2 separate regions of the Sus scrofa genome follow, and region 2 is linked to region 1. A link is a contact called in public HiChIP or PLAC-seq data. All regions are on one chromosome and are shown on one strand. The core of a region is the stretch at or near the end of the contact, and the rest is flanking DNA. Distances in the headings are between cores, read along the strand shown. Region 1 has its middle 230 kb from the start of IRS2. Region 2 overlaps IRS2 (insulin receptor substrate 2).

Region 1 (3,456 bases), core at 31-2,530:
ACCAGGACATCAGCGGTGACGTCCTCCTGTGAACAGGCTTTTTTGGGTTGATTCTTAAATAGCCTCCTAGCCTCCATTGCAGCTGCATGATTGTGACCTTATAACAGTTACCATGGAAAGAATTCCTGGATTATAAATAATGGCAATGCGAGTTTCCTAGTTACCAAGCATATTTATAAAATGAATTCCAAAGGTACATGACATTTAATTCCAGCCTATTTTTAGAAACTAAAGGATAATAAAGGAAAACACCCTTTTTTTCTTCCAGAAAGAAAGAGCTGTGCTCTTTTTCCAAATCCAGTTGTAGGCTAGTAGACCTCTATGGCTAGGAGGAAAATTAAAGGTTTTCAGTGATATGCTATTCTTGGGGGCTTAAGGAAAGCCTTTACGAGAACAGATTTCAGTGGTAAATCAAATTACAATGATCATGTATTGGAATTAGATTTATAAAAATTATCTTGGGGAAAAAAGTATTGTCCCTTAATTATCGCATCGGACATCTAATGGGACAGATGAGCCTTCTATTTTGCAAGATATTTTTATTAAAGGAAACCATTATTTCTCATTCAGACCTCTTGAAAGTAAATGCTTCCCCAGTTGGAGGAGTCACAAACCAGAAAAGGGAAGTGAGGATTCTTAAGGAACTGATTACCTAAGGAAAGCCAACGTGCTGCCGAAATGCAAGCTCAAGGAAATGTTAAGGCGGCGGAAATGCAGTAATTCCACGTTCCTTCAAATATCTTGTGTTTCCCGAACACTGTTCCAGGAGTTGCTTCAAAGAAGTTGGTGCATGAAATTTCCTCAACATGGTTGCAAGGTCTCATAATTGGGGAATGTTCTCCTTTCTGAATCTTGAATTGAGTCCTACCTTTTTGTCTCATGCTCTGATATAGGACATTCAGAAACGTAATAACTAGAACCCCTCACATTAAAATTCTTCTCTCTCCATGTGTATCTAATGTATCATATATTATATATTTGTAAGTTCTTGCTGTTCAGCTTCAATAAATATTTATCGGACACAGTATTCGTTTTTTTGTGGCTGTTGGAGCAAATTACGAACAACCTGATAGCTTAAGAGAAAACAAAGTTATTACCCAACAGTTCTCTAAGTAAGAAGTCTGCCAGGGTCTCCCTGGGCAGGGCTGTGTTTCTTCGGGGGGTTCAGGGGACCAGCCACATCGTTATCTTTGCAGCTTCTGCGGGCCTTCCCCGGCTGGAGGCCCTCTTCCCTTCCTCATCAAGGCGGCCGAGTCCTGCTCAGCCCCAGCTCTCTGACCTCTTCCTCCTCTCACCCTCTTCTGCTTCCCTCTCCCTCTCGTCAGAACGCCGGTGATGACTCGGATACCCCCAGTATCCCAGGGTATTGTCCTCATCGCAAGATGCCTGACTCAGTCACACTGGCCAAGTCCCTTTGGGCGTGGACGCAGCACAGCCCCAGGGTCTGGGACCTGGGATACGGACCCCTTTGGGGAGCAGGACAGTTTTGCTGCCTACCCACATCACTGGTTTATTCTTTCTTCATACCGTCCAAAAAATGCTTCTGGAATTCTTACATATCCACTGTGTGTTTAATACAGGGCAAGGTAGAGGAATAGAGTAACAATAGCTCCCAATCCCAAACTAACCAATCATGTTTTACATATTTGTAATCAGAGTAAATGCTTTCTATTTGGTGTGTGTGTGAAACCTGCAACAAGGTATGGTTTTACTTTTATTTTTGGTCTTTTTGCCATTTCTTGGGCCACTCCCGTGACATATGGAGGTTCCCAGGCTGGGGGTCCAATCGGAGCTGTAGCTGCCGGCCTACACCACAGCCACAGCAACGTGGGATCCGAGCCGCGTCTGCAACCTACACCACAGCTCACGGCAACACCGGATCCTTAACCCACTGAGCAAGGCCAGGGACCGAACCCGCAACCTCATGGTTCCTAGTCGGATTCGTCAACCACTGCGCCACGACGGGAACTCCGGTAGGGCTTTTCTTTTCAAACGTACAGTCCTGCTCCTGTCTTTCCGTCTACTTCCTAAAATTGACTCCCACTGGCTCTTTGCTCAGATAAAGAGATAAAGAGTTCTCAACTTCTCTGATACTCACACTCTCTCCCTTCGGCTTTATTTTTTCTTCTAGAGCCGATTCCACTTCTTGTGGTTCTTTTAGTTTTAAATCTGCCTCCCCACTGTTGCTCATTTCTCTCGGTCACACGCAGCAAATGGGGAAAGGCACTCCGTATGCAGTGGTGAAGGTACACGGGTGGTGACTGTGGTATCTGCGCATAAGGCTGCGAGGTTTGGAGCCTAGCATTTTCCTTTTTTTGCCATGTGTTAATACCCTTTCCCCCCACTTCTGGAACTGTAGCAAGTCACAGTGGAGTAAAATTTAAAAGTATTTTTAACTGAGTCTAAGAACCACAGTAATTAGTTTACCTAATGGCAGGCAACGTGTTCAACTTAAAGTTCAATGTTAGCTGCAGAGCTAGGAATAAATGAATATGAATTTTACAATGATGCTAGTTATGGGTCATTCCTGTTCCAGAAGGAGGAAATTGGAGGCCGTGGCACATTTTCCTTCCTTTGGCAAGCTCTCTCTCTCTCTCTCTCTTTTTTTTTTTTTTAATTTTTCTTCTTTAGGGCTGCACTTGGGGAATATGGTAGTTCCCAGGGTCCCAGGTTAGGGGTCAAGTCAGAGCTATAGCTGCCAGCTTACAGCCATAGCAACACAGGATCCAAGCTGCATCTTCGAGAGGTCCCATTGTGGCTCAGTGGTTAACGAATCTGACTAGGAACCATGAGGTTGCAGGTTCGATCCCTGGCCTCGCTCAGCGGGTTAAGGATCTGGTGTTGCTGTGAGCTGTGGTGTAGGTCACAGATGCGGCTCAGATCTGGCGTTGCTGTGCCTGTGGTGTAGGCTGGCAGCTACAGCTCTGACTAGGCCCCTAGCCTGGGAACCTCCATATGCCATGAGTGTGGCCCTAGAAAAGACAAAAGGACAAGAATAAATAAGTAAGTATATAAATAAATAAATAATAAAAGTGACCCAGGGCAGTTCATCAGGGGAGGAAAGAGAAAACAGGAAAAGAAATAAAATAAACCCCAAGCCGCATCTTCCGACACCACGGCTCACAGCAACACAGCACTCATTAGCCCACTGAGAGAGGCCAGGGATGGAACCCATGTCTTTATGGGTACTAGTTGGGTTCTTTACCACTCAGCCACAGTGGGAACTCCTGAAAGCTCTCATGTTTGAGATGGCCTGAAATAGTTAAGATAGAATGAGGACAGATCTAGACGCTAACCTCTAGTAAAAAGACTCGTCACCAAACCCTGAGTATTCTGGTGAAATCGCATCAATTATCAGAATGCCTGTAGGGTCTGGAGTCATTAGAAAGAGCAGCAAGCCTGATGTGTTTGAGCAAAGACACACCGAGCTCTACAAATGAGCAGGAGATTCGGTAA
Region 2 (3,096 bases), core at 475-2,974, 220 kb after region 1:
GACCGCAACTTCAAGCAGCGAATAAACAAGCCCTGGCTGCACAAACACGAGGGCAAACAGCTCCCGGAAAAAGTGAATAAACTTGTTTTCATTGGACAGAGCAGAACAGAAGCCGAATTGTTCTGGGGCTAATTCTGGGCCATTTAAAGCTCACAGTTCTCAGGAGCCGCACAGAGCCGCACAGAGCGTGCCCAGGCCACGCGTGTGTCTGCATCCCCAGCACCAGGACACCCACGTCCCTCCCTTCTCACCCACCCTGCGATCCAATGCCGTCTGCTGGCCGAGCCCTGGCCCATGGGGCGGGCACAGGAGCCCTGATCTTTTGGGGTCACACACAGCAGTGCCCCAAAGTATAGAGGGACATTTTTTTTCTTTTTAGGGCGACACCCACGGCATAAGGAAAGGTCCTGGAGTCCTTCGGGAGTCTAATCAGAGCTGCAGCTGCTGGCCTACACGACAGCCTCAGCCACACCAGATGCTTAACCCACTGAGCGAGGCTACGGATGGAACCTGCATCCTCATGGATGCTCGGCAGGTTCTTAACCCACTGAGCCACAACGGGAACTCCTGGAGGGACATTTAAAATTCTCCAGTGAGAGTGATTTGCAGCCAAATGAAACACCACTGATTGAAATTTCAGAAATGAAAAGCGGAAAGGGCTAAGACCATCTTTATCAAGTTCATTTACTAACGAAATAACAGAAAGTAAGACAGTCCCAGCTGATGGCCGTGCCCTCCCAGGGCAGGGGGCCGGACAGGCGCCAGGCTCTGGGCCCGAGTCTGCAGATGCCCTGGCTCAGCTTCACCTTCCACCTCCAGTCCTTGCAGGCAGCCAGGGGAGGGTACCCTGGTTCAGCCCAAACACCAAAATGTCTTTCTATCGCTCAAATCCTGAGTCTCAGCTGGGTCAGCCTGCAGAAGAGAACTTGGGCGGCCTTGGCAGCAGCGAACCGGGGACTAGACTTCAGCACAAGCCCATCTGCTGGGAGGGAACACAGCCCAGGGGCCCCTCCTTGAGGGTCCAGGGGCCTCCAGGGGTCAGACCCAGAGCAGGGAGGGGGGACGGCTGCTGCCTCCCGGTGGGGAGGGCTTCATGCAGGTGGATGCGGGGGGCACCCAGTCCTGCCCAGCCAGCGACCCACAGGGGACACCACTGAGACCCCCAGGATCACAAACGCATCTCACCCTTCGCGAGAAGGCACAGTGCGGGGACAAAAGAGCCCGCCCCCTAAAGACAGCTCCCCAAACCTCGGCAGGTTGGGGGAGGAGTAATTCGGTGTGAAGACAACACTTCTTATGTTAAAAGGAGGGTGGGCTCCGAGTGCGGGTCACTCGAACCCACGCCCAGCCTCTTCTCAAGATTCGAAGATGAACCGAAGAAGACGGGCTCCCTCATCACCCTTCTAGTAACCCCGAATCCCCATGAGGACCAAGTCCAGGCTGAGCAGGTGACAATGACGCCTGGCACTTCACGCACAGGCCACCCCCAGGAGAGCATCTCGCAGACAGACGTTCCCCCCGCGCCTCCCCCCGACCCTTGTCACCCTCAGCAGCGTTACGATTTTGTGGCACTCGGTACAGAGGAGTTCATATAAAATAACGTCTTTCTCCAGCCTCCTTCGGGGGCGGCTGGCCAGTTTACAATTTCTCCTTGTTTTGAACGGAACATGCATGAGGCGTAGGCTGCAAAGTGACCTCAACACTGAGTAACCAAGACACGGAGTCATCTGGCTCATACGTTACACATTTTGCACAGATATGACAAGACTACGTGTGAATCAAGTTATTGACGAGTCTATGCGAGCCATCTGCTTGCAGGGCGGGGTGGCAGACACGGTGGGGGGGTGGGGGGAGGCAGAGCCCCCAGCTGCGTGTCCCCTCCAAGGCCCTGTGTGCTGGTCACAAGCCTCCCAACACATACACACTGCCTCCCGCCACCTGTCACTTCCTGCAGCAATTCCTTACACACCAAACTCCCAGAAATGACATTACAGCCAGAGAAACCAAGAAACCCACAAGCATAAGCATGGTTCCTAAAATACACACTTGACCGTGAAACCGGAAATTTGACACGGACGGTCTGGAAGAGGGAAGAGCATCCCCGGTGGGAAGGAATCCCCGCTAATACCATCAAGTAAATCCTGCGGACGAGACCGCCGCTTTTCTCTGTTCACATGGATGTGACCTTCTTTAAGAGACGTCGCTTCTACGTATTTCAGAAAAATTAAGTCAAATTAAGTCCATTTAACACATGTGTGTCTTCCTCGCAGACGGGCTGACGGGTGGGGAGGGGTTTTCACACACGATGCCCTGGCTTTTCTGGATTCTTAGACCCTTAGCTCCAACCTCACCGCCACGGCGCTTCCCTGTTGAGACTCAGTCTCCCTAAAATACATAGAGTGATGATGCTTTTCTATTGGGTCTCTTAGCTTCCAGATCAGCAGAAGAAGGAAATCACTTCGCTGCACTAGAGTCAATTACTGACTCTGGCACTCCTCACGAGAAAGCCCTGGGAGGGCGAGGTGGCACGACTGACCCAGTTTTTCAAAGGCAGGTGCTATGGTATGGAGAGGACAGAAGCAGTCAGCAGCAAGCCGACCCGCGCAAAGCTCCCCACGGCCCGGCAGAGGGTCCCCCACAAGGCCCACCGCTAGCCCCCTTCCCCCTTGGGTGGTCCCTTTAAAAAAGAAGGGAAGCAGCAAGAACCTTCCCTCCAAGGAGGTTCTGGGCGTGAAACACCATCTGGACACGTTTTTCAAATTGCAAAAGGTGCTTTACCATTGAGTCGGTGTGCTGAGAACGTAACTACGATGAGCACGTGTGCTCTGACGCCGCTGCCTTTGCTATGACAATGTCCTACTGCTGTCCCCACCTCAGTGACATCTCGGCACTGCCACCCCCCCCCCAAGGAAGCTTGTAAGTCTCTTCACTGCTTCTACATTATTTTTGAGACAGTCAAGAGCTGACATATATCTCACGAAGTAAAAAAAGACACTATGGCAAAATCACATGAAATATTTCAACACTGCATGTGATGCTCCAAAGAAACGGTCTTTTTCTTCTCTTAAATACGAACACAGTCTGCAGCACGGCTGA

The links. HiChIP or PLAC-seq counts read pairs in DNA pulled down with a chosen protein or histone mark.
Region 2: a contact with region 1 is called in an H3K27ac HiChIP or PLAC-seq map of alveolar macrophages. The contact joins two enhancer-like sites. A contact is called at or near these places in 1 of 47 Hi-C or Micro-C datasets (liver) and 1 of 2 datasets of contacts at active chromatin or transcription factors (alveolar macrophages).

Annotation. Positions count from the first base shown.
Region 1 is chr11:76,419,546-76,423,001 of Sscrofa11.1, forward strand. No RefSeq gene overlaps it. Among named protein-coding and RNA genes, the nearest start is that of IRS2, 230 kb to the right of the region's middle. Within about 2 kb of position 1,281, at least 1 of the 83 cell types and tissues checked has an H3K27ac peak or open chromatin away from gene starts, as enhancers often do. A contact at or near this core is called in alveolar macrophages, where this site is marked.
Region 2 is chr11:76,635,532-76,638,627 of Sscrofa11.1, forward strand. All of the region lies in intron 2 of IRS2 (insulin receptor substrate 2), which reads right to left. Among named protein-coding and RNA genes, the nearest start is that of IRS2, 18 kb to the right of the region's middle. Within about 2 kb of position 1,725, at least 4 of the 83 cell types and tissues checked have an H3K27ac peak or open chromatin away from gene starts, as enhancers often do. A contact at or near this core is called in alveolar macrophages, where this site is marked.